Linked DNA regions of Zea mays: region 2 is linked to region 1. A link is a contact called in public Hi-C data. All regions are on one chromosome and are shown on one strand. Each heading gives the region's core, a stretch centred on a gene start, on an enhancer-like site or on the middle of the called end of the contact. The rest is flanking DNA. Distances are from core to core; before and after follow the strand shown.

Region 1 (4,668 bases), core at 700-3,199:
CAAACTACTTAACCTTGAAGAAACACATACATGTCTCCTCCCTCGCAGTAACCGATGACAATGCAAACGTAGCAACCCTGAAATTTTTGAAGCGGATGAGACGCACATAACAGGAAAATGTTTTCGCCCAATTACTTAAAACAGTGCCGCTTAACAAGTCCATTTGGCTCCTTTGCCTACCTTTTCCACCCATGAATCTTTGTACTCCACAATGAACGGATTCCGGACCGTCGCGATGAGCTGCATCTGCAAGAAAATTTCCACAAGACTCGTATCAGATCAGTTCATGACTTGCTAAACTAGGCACGCCATCATCATTACGAGGGTATGGATACGGTGATTTGCCTAGCTTAGCAACTATTAACTATCAGCACCGCTAACCATTCTATACCAAGAAGAATGGCATCAAAACCCAAGCCTGGTGAAAAAAAAGGGCCTTTCATTCCTAGGAATCCTGCCGATGTACCAAACGCCGGAAAAAGGTGGCATGGATGAAGCTGAAGATGCTAACCTCCTGGTGGGCAGACCGGCGTGTGCGGTCGGTCTGCCGCGCGAGCCGTATCTTCTTGAGCACATACCTGCGAGACAGATTCAGCGCGGTGAAAACTACTGAACAAAAGCTCAGCCTGTATATTAAAAAATAGTACTATCTCCTGTAAACCGCGACAAATAAAAAAAAAGAACGGAGTAATAAACAGAGCAGGTGAGCCTCACTTCTTCTTCTCGGCCTTGTGCCTCACCAAGAGTGCAGAACCAAATGCTCCTTTCCCAATCTGCTCCAGCACCTCATACTGATCCATCCTCTCGGGGTCTGCAGCTCACACACAGACACAACAAGCTTTTCTCCTTTCCTTTCTACTGTCCTGGAGAAGAACAAACACACTGTTGAGAAATTGGTGAAGCTGAACTAACAAGCAAACAGCATCCATTAAGCCCTGGTTCCGGTACAAATTCCAGTAAAAAACTACTACTCTGCGGGGGAAATGAAATGGGGAAGGTGCGGGGTTTCGGAAACGAAAGGGAAGGAAGGAAAACGCAAGAAAGGACAAGCGGCCTGAAATTACGGATGCCAAAGCGCTCGGTGACAAAACCTGCCGACAAGCCCCTAAACCCGCTTATGAAGACCGAAGGGGGGGGGGGGGGGGGGGGGGGTGGCTAGAGAGAAGAATGAGCTGCGAGCCGAGATGTCGGCGTCAGGAGCGCGTCGTGGTAGAAGGGGAGGGGAGGAAATCGGCCCCAGCTCCTACCAACCCCTCACTGGAAGAATACGCTGACAGTGGGAGTGATTGGCTGAATCCGAAATGCCAGCTCCAGTGTGCAGCGTCGAGAAATGTTCGGAATGTATGATCTCCGAATCCAAGCAGCTTTTCTTTTCTTTTGTTGGCAGAGCGGGAGTCACCAGCTCCAAAAACGCACACACCTAAGCCACTCGAGGGCGAGCGAGGTAGAGTAGCATTGCGATTTCCAGAGCCTGGAACTGAAGCGGTGGAGCCTGAGCCAGGAGCTCCGGCCCACTTGCAAGTTGCAAGAGCGAGCGAGCTCACCTGAGCCACCAGAGAGATCCGGGACGAAGCGCTCCGTGGCCCGGAGCTCGGAGGGCGGCTCCGGCGGGGGGGACGGCGTCACGCGCGAAGATCTCGCGGCATTTGGTCCTAGACCAGATAGACGCGGCGTCGGCGGCGGGAAGCGCGAGGGGACGAGGCGAGAAAAGTGGGGTGGGGTGGGTTCAAACTCGCCGGGAGCTCCCTTTCCAATCCAATCCAGTCCAGTCCCGCCCTATATAGCCTCCCAAAGGCAATGGGGATGAGGGGGAGGGAGGGAGAAGCCTGCCGTGGAGATAGAAAAGGAGAGCACGGCGGCTAGAGAGAGAGAAGGGTGGGAAAGGAGGAAGGGAGGGAGGGGAGGGAGCGAGGATGCCGTGATGGCTCTGCTCTGACTGAAGAAGAGTGATGAGTGAGGAGAGAGAGAGAGACGGGGTTGTGTGGGGCCCACATGATGTGGTCAAATTGGTCCTTTTTCTTTTATCATATTCTCTCTTTCTTTCTCATTCTCGTTTTTTTTTCCTGCTGTTGCTTTTGGATTTGCATCCGATTTGATGTGAGAACAAAAAGAGTCCATCAGATGAATATACTAAACGAGCTAATGCGCGCTACGGAGAGCATGATTGTATCGCTAATCACATGAGTATCATCTGCTTCAGAGAAGCCCTAGTGTTAGATAGATAATGCTAGAAACTGGAAAGTGACAAGTTATTTAGCCGACCTATATATCGCTCCTTGTTTGAATTCTTGCAGGAATGTACTTATTTTTTTGTGACATTTAATATACTCATTACTTAGTGTTAGATATATAGAAAAGTTGCTGAAGATTGAAAAGATATAAAAATAATTTTTATATCAATGACTCGAAATAGAGTGAAATTTAGACAGGCTTTTCGAGATGCCCTAACCTTTGTTTTTTTATAGATGCTAGTACTTAGTGTAGGCTGCATACTTATATAACTAAATAAATAAATAGATAGTGCGGGCCTCACGCTTTATAATAAGCTGCATACTATACACCGTACCACTTGTTTTTTTAAAAAAAAAAGAAGAGTTGTTTAATGACGTATACATGACACACCACTACTATTTGAAAATCACCAAGGAAAAAGGGAGGCAGCACTCGGTTCAACTATTCCACTAGCTCTGTGCATGCATGCATGCTAATTTATTACTAACTTGTGATTGTGAAGTGACTTCTTTTTGTTAAGAAATATATATATTTGATTAAAGAGCAGTTTACAAGAGTGAGTGGCAAATGCAAACCTTTCAAGCTGCACAGTACATACATATATACATGTCTTTTCTTTCTTTTGGCACGCAACTTACTGATTGTTATACGAATGGTTTTACGAGCGACCCAACAAGCTATACAAAAAAAAGGTTAGATTTTTTTAAAAAAAATCATATCTTTCTTATGTGATATGTGTATTATATATCCACTTTAATATTAAATTTATGGTTTTGAGCATTTTTTGTGGATATGGTTCATCACCACACTGGTTTAGTGGGCCCATCGCAACGGACATTGTACTAGTAATACTATAATTAACGATGTCTATATCTGTAAGAGCATCTCCAACAAGGTGACTCAAAATAATACCCTAAAAATTAAAATACTACATCATTTAAAGTGTTTAGGGCACTAAAACACAAATTGCGCTCCAACAATTAAGCTCTAAATCATGTACTTTTAAAAGTGAATTACATTACTGGGAAAGAAAATGTTGGGAGTGATGTAGAAAACAAATATATGGCATAGTCTGGGGTGGTGTAGTATATTTAGGTCACTTAATAGAGTGCCCTACATTTTTTTAGAAAAAGTTTATAAAATAGAACACTGCTGAAGTTGTTTTTATGAGTTGAGCTTTATATTTTAAGATATGACATTGATTTAAGACACTGTTGAAGATTCTCCAAATCTATTTTAGGGCTTGTTCGGTTAGCTCTCGATCCATGTGGATTGAGTGGGATTGGAGGGTTTGAATCTCAAACAAGTCAAACTTTTTTTAGTTTTTTTTCAATCACATTCAATCCATATGTATTGGAAATAACCGAACAAGACCTTAATATATGTCTACATATCTTAAATACTTGTTTGAAAGCAAGAATAATGAAGGATGCTCAGGGGCTAAAATCTCTCACTCTTTAAAATAGCGATGGATTCTTGTCCCCTCGGTCCTCTCCGTTACTCTGTCTCCCAAACATAGCATAAATGTCCATAAAAGATTTCTACAGGGTAAATATATAGAAGCTGCTTCGTAAGCATGTTTCTTTGCAGCCGAATCTGTGTGTTCGTGGGTGCTTGTTTTCGAGATTACAGCAGGCAGGAAGGGTGGTTAAGTCGCTGTCACCCTGGAAATTTGCCCTGAAAAGAGAGCATCCTGGAAAATGACCTGGTGTTCAACCAGGAACAGGCTAACCTCCAACGCTTGACGCGTCGTCGTCATCCCTCATATGAAACCGAAAAAAAACGCTTTCGCACGCACCGAATTGTATTGCATAAAGTTGGCTAAGCATTAGATTATCCCATGCTAGCTTTTTTTAGATAAATAAATATAATTCCTGCCTACGTGTTTCCAAGTACGCATTTAATTATTACATATTACAAACCAACAAACCTGGCAACAACCACATGTCGTATTTAGCACTTAAACTCTTCTACAACCAATATAACTTTATATAAAAAAACTAACAAACTACGATAGTATCTACAGTTATATCGATATCCAGATCTAATGGACTAAGAGACTCGCTTGTACATTTACACCTAATAATTACTTGTATACTAGTCATTGCCTACCAACCTAGTAGCTGATGATACATAAAACAAAGCAAAATAAATTATTAAGTAAAAAATCTATACTAGTCTATTAATAACCTAATGTTGGCGCTTGATGCTAACAAGGCTTCACCTTCCGTGCTGACACTATGAGCCCATCCCACAAGCTCCGCCTTAATGCAGAGCGAGCACTCGAACCCACGCTCCCTGCTTTAGAAATTTGGGGCTAACCAACAGACCACACGTACTTTAGGGTTTAGAAATAAACAACAATTATATTTGAATAAATATCTCAATACCTGTTTATTTGATATATAACAACCATAGCAAAAGCAGGCTAGTATA
Region 2 (4,668 bases), core at 637-3,136, 70 kb after region 1:
TGCTACATGGTATATGTATTTATGCAATGCAGTACATTGCGTAAAAAATCTGGTATGTGGTTCACTGATGGACGCATCTCCAGGTTCGAGCGTAAAAATCTTAAGTTTTGAACATAAACCCCTCAGTTATAAGCGTAAATATAAAGCCAATGTGAGAGGTTGATAGCTCTAGTGGTATGTATTTACGATCCTATTTTTATGAAAGATCTAAAAAATATGGGAGTCGTATGCATGCAGTTTCTATTTTTATACAGATCCAAAAATTATGGCAAATCGTGGGAGTTTCTATTGTATGCACGGAAATTTTAGATTATATATTTCTTTCGAATGCACGCGCGCAAAAAATTGGATGACATGAGTCACAGATTGTAAATTCCTATACAATGTTGCATAAATACTTAGACTGTGTAACATAATTGATAAAAAACTAATATCGGTCCAACTAAGAACGCCAGCGGAAATTAGGGACAGTTTTATGGTAGACGTAAAAATCTGGCAGTTACGAACATAAATGATTTGATTTGATTTTTATGGTAATTACGGACACCATAAATCAAGGAATTTCCTTTCCAATGTGCATGCAAAAAATATGCATGCAGTAAACTGATATATAAACTCCGTGTTTAAGTATAGAATTGTACAATTTTTAGCGTAAATAGTGCATGTGATAGGAATAAAACACAATAATCGAAAGACAACACGAATCAGAGGAGGTAGTCACCGGAGGACGTCGTCGACGACACAAGCACAGATGGAGGTCGTCACTCGGTCCGCCCGAACTGCACCGGATCGGAGAATGTCACGCGCGATCGTCGCTGCGCGCACCTCGCGCCTTCCGTGACGCTGCTCGAACCACGCGTCTCGTGCGACGTCGTTGCTACTCGCACGTCGAGGGGCGCCGCTTGCTCGCTCGCCTTAGGAGTGCCGCCGTCTCGGGGCACCAGGGACGCCGCCGCTTGCCCACACAGTGGCCCCACCGTCCCTCGCGCTCTGGATCGGCCGGGGAGCCACCGCCACTACTCTGGATCGAGGAACCACCGCCACCTCGCGTTCGGGTCAGGGAGCCGCGGCCACCGCAGCCACCGGCCCGGGATCCACCGCCGCGCGCGCTCTTGGGCAACCACCGACGTCGCTAATGAATCAGGATGTGATATGAAAAATTGTACGCATCACTCCTGGTCTTCTGAAGCCCATATATATATATATATATATATATATATATATATATATATATATATATATATATATATATATATATATATATATATATATATATATATATATATATATATATATATATATATAGTTTGCGCGTTTTAAAACTTAGGAGGGCCTTCACTGGTAAAGCTACTCTACATTAGATCTAGGTGAATACTAGTAGAGGCATGTTTGGAATTAGAGTATTTTCTCTGCTTTTTTAAGAATACCTAGTACTATAATATTTGAGATATTGTGTAGTTTTCTAAGTACAGTGTTTGGTAGACTCTAAAAGACATTGTTTTCGAGGCTACAGTACTTTCAGAGTTTTGAAAAACTTAGGTCCAGGCTAAAGTTTTCAATACTATGGTAAAAAAACTATGGTATGTTTTGGCATTTTAAAACTGTAGTTTGCAAATACTTTTTTTTTTTGCCAAACAGAAGACCTAGCTAGATTTTATGTTGACCGAAGTGTTCTGCGAGAAGAGAAGCCGGCATACAGACTGCAGTTGATTTGATTGTGGCCAATGCCGAGACTAATAAGCATAATCATGCAGGATAGTAGTTCTTTTTGCTGTAATTTAACCTTTTGCCCCGGCTTTGGTCGACAGACGGGATAATTGCTGTTGGCACCGGCACTGACTATATTTACCGTACCACCCCCAATGTCCCGGACGGACGGTGCCGCCACCTTTTGCACTGGGCCCCCTCGTTCCTAATAAAATATAATAAGGTGGGTGCCAGTAGCCACACTTGCCAACAAGCCAAGTGAAACATCGGAGCTCGATCAGCAGCTAGAGTACGTTACGTAGCAGCTTTTTTCCATCAGTCTTTTTTTTTCTTCTTTTCTTGCTTGCTTGTTAGAGGAAACGACTTGTTGACAAGTTACGTCTAGATATATACGTAGCAAAATCTAAATAAAAAACAAAACGACTTATATGGTCTTGATTCTGATATATATGTTGGGAAGAGACATATCTACCATTTTTCTGTCCTCTTAGACCATCTCCATCATTTTAATCATATTCAAACTATAGTCTACAAACAATACAATCTACAGTGCACAACGGTACAAAAAGTTATTTTTGGTGACCATATGGGTGAACTACTGTACGTTACACATATATGGTCACTAAAAACATCGTTTTACATCATTTTGCATCGTACATTGCATTGTTTATAGAGTGTAGTTTGAATATGTGTATAAATATGGGTAAACTGCCGGAGATGGTCTTAGCCTCTTTATGCTCAACCAGAAAGCTCTTCACACACACTCTCTCTCTCTCTCTCACACACACACCATTATTAGATCACCTCAAGCTTCTCTCAATATTTCCACCTTAATTCCCTTAGAGATTGAGCCGCCAAACTGTGAAAAGGGGGTCACCAATATGTTCCTCGACTCCAAGAACACTTGGTTCACGAGCCTTGATCCTATCCGGTTAGAGCGTCATCCATGGAGCTCGATGTCTTATATGGTAGCCCTAGAAGTTTGTAATTGCCCTCCCCAATTGAGTAAGAATCACACTCATGTTAAAAGCTTGCTCTCTTGACTTGAGAATGAGGATAGACAGACCGTTCGCCTCGGATTAAAGCCAACTATTTGGATTGTTGCAGTTGCAATCCATAGAGACAAAACACTGTAGTAAAAACCGGTATGGATTAAAAACAAGTGAACAAACTGGTTTGTGAAACCAAGCCCTTGGCTTTCTCAACAATGTCGATGTAGGCCAGCTTTGTGGCAAGTTGAGCCACGCGATAAATTATTGTGTTCGTTGTGTTCTTGCTTTATATTGAGTTTTACTTGCTTATGAGGTGATATTAGGGTTTGGTCTCAATGTATTAGTTTGTGCTTCTATGACAACATTCAAGTGGTGATTTAGGCTTTGCTCTACCTTAAGAAGCTCAATAATATACTTCATTTATTCTTTTTTAATTCATCTACCTTCTGGTTTCTTTTAGTGCAGTTGAAGACAAAAAAAACACATATTCAAAGAGCAGGAGCAAAGCGCAGAGTCGTAACAAACGCGCCACAAGGTGTGTGTTTCAAGGAAATTTAGAAAATGACACTATTTTGCCATATCTTGTTTTGCGCGGAATAAATGATTTATTATAAGATGACATGTTGTGAAAGTGTGTGGCTTATGTGTTGTCGCTGACAGGATGACACAACTTGCTTTGTCGAATGCCACTTTAGATGCATGACAACACTTGGCATATATCGTCTTTATCGAGTGCAAAATATTTGGCATAAATGATGCTCGGCAAAGAATGCTTTGCCGAGCGTCAAGCTCTCGACAAAACTTGACCCTCAGCTGTTGAGTTAGTGATCCAAATTCTGAAGAAGGCGGCCAAGTTGGCGAGCGAAGCGGAGGCCCAGGGACGCCTCGGGGGTGGGGGGGGCGGAGCCCCCCCCGGTACGGATCGTTTCCCTACTCGTTTTAGGGTTTCACCTCTATAAATATCTTTGTAAGCCGCAGGAGATAATTATCTCAACTGTAAATCTCCTGCGATCTGTAACCACCCGAAAATAGTGAGAAGTTGCTGGCCGGCGCCCGTGGTTTTTTCCCCTTCACCTTGGAGGGATTTTTCCACGTTAAATCTGTGTCTTCTCTGTGATTGATCCCCTTTGTGTCGTATTCATTTATAACATCGGCAAAGGGCCATCAGCAGCTGGCTATAGTTGACGGCCGTTAACTATGCCGAGTGTCACGGGGTTAACACTCTGCAAAACAACTTCTTTGTCGAATGTCCTCTGTCTAACACTCGACAAATTAGTTATTTCTCGAGTGTCTCTCTACCACTCGGCAAAATATATATTTTTTTCTTTTTTTTCACCAAACTTTTCTACTACGTTTCTACGTTATATATACTTATTATATGTCCAATTTTGACACGATTGTTAAAGAGAATGGAAAAGGGACCAACTGAAGCCTTTTTGCCGAGAGCTAGTCTAGCAGAAACTTGGCAAAAGCTCCATCACCGCCACTTCGCGTCGTGACGTCGACTTTTCTTTAATTACCAAGTAACAGGTGACACTCGGTAAAGTCTTTGCTGAGTACCCGATAAAAAATACTCGACAAAGAAGCTGATGTCGAAGTACAGTTCATCGAGACCTCTTGTAAAAAGTGATACTCAACAAAATCTTTATGGAGAGTTGTTTTAGGTTGCATTTGACAAAATGTGTCCGGTAGCAAATGGTGCCCATGGAATCATGGATTATCTACCCACCGGCCACCGCCGTCATCGGCCGACCCGCGTGGAAATCCGTGTTCGTGCATGCAGTGCATCATGCTTGCCTGTCCTCCGCGGGGCGGTGGGCGGTGCACGCTGTTTTTGGTTTGTTTGGCTTTGCCAAAGCCCGCCACCGGCGTCGCGCGTACGTACCAGTACCGGCAGCTAGCTAGCTCCAATCCATCCGTGCATGGAACGCAAGAACGTCGCCGTCGTCGGTGGCGTTGGCGCAGCAGC

The links. A called contact is a pair of places that touch in the nucleus more often than the background predicts.
Region 2: a contact with region 1 is called in a Hi-C map of tassel, with 3 times the contacts expected there. The contact joins the enhancer-like site here to the promoter of LOC103640577 in region 1. A contact is called at or near these places in 4 of 25 Hi-C or Micro-C datasets (ear, leaf and tassel).

Annotation. Positions count from the first base shown.
Region 1 is chr1:174,894,932-174,899,599 of Zm-B73-REFERENCE-NAM-5.0, forward strand. LOC103640577 (serine/threonine-protein kinase Nek2) reads right to left here and starts at 1,950. Exons shown (of 15, transcript XM_008663711.3): 1 at 1,545-1,950; 2 at 715-863; 3 at 512-578; 4 at 181-246; 5 at 31-77. The coding sequence starts at 800.
Region 2 is chr1:174,964,750-174,969,417 of Zm-B73-REFERENCE-NAM-5.0, forward strand. No RefSeq gene overlaps it. Among protein-coding and RNA genes, the nearest start is that of LOC100194143, 44 kb to the right of the region's middle. Within about 2 kb of position 1,887, at least 9 of the 20 cell types and tissues checked have an H3K27ac peak or open chromatin away from gene starts, as enhancers often do. A contact at or near this core is called in ear and tassel, where this site is marked.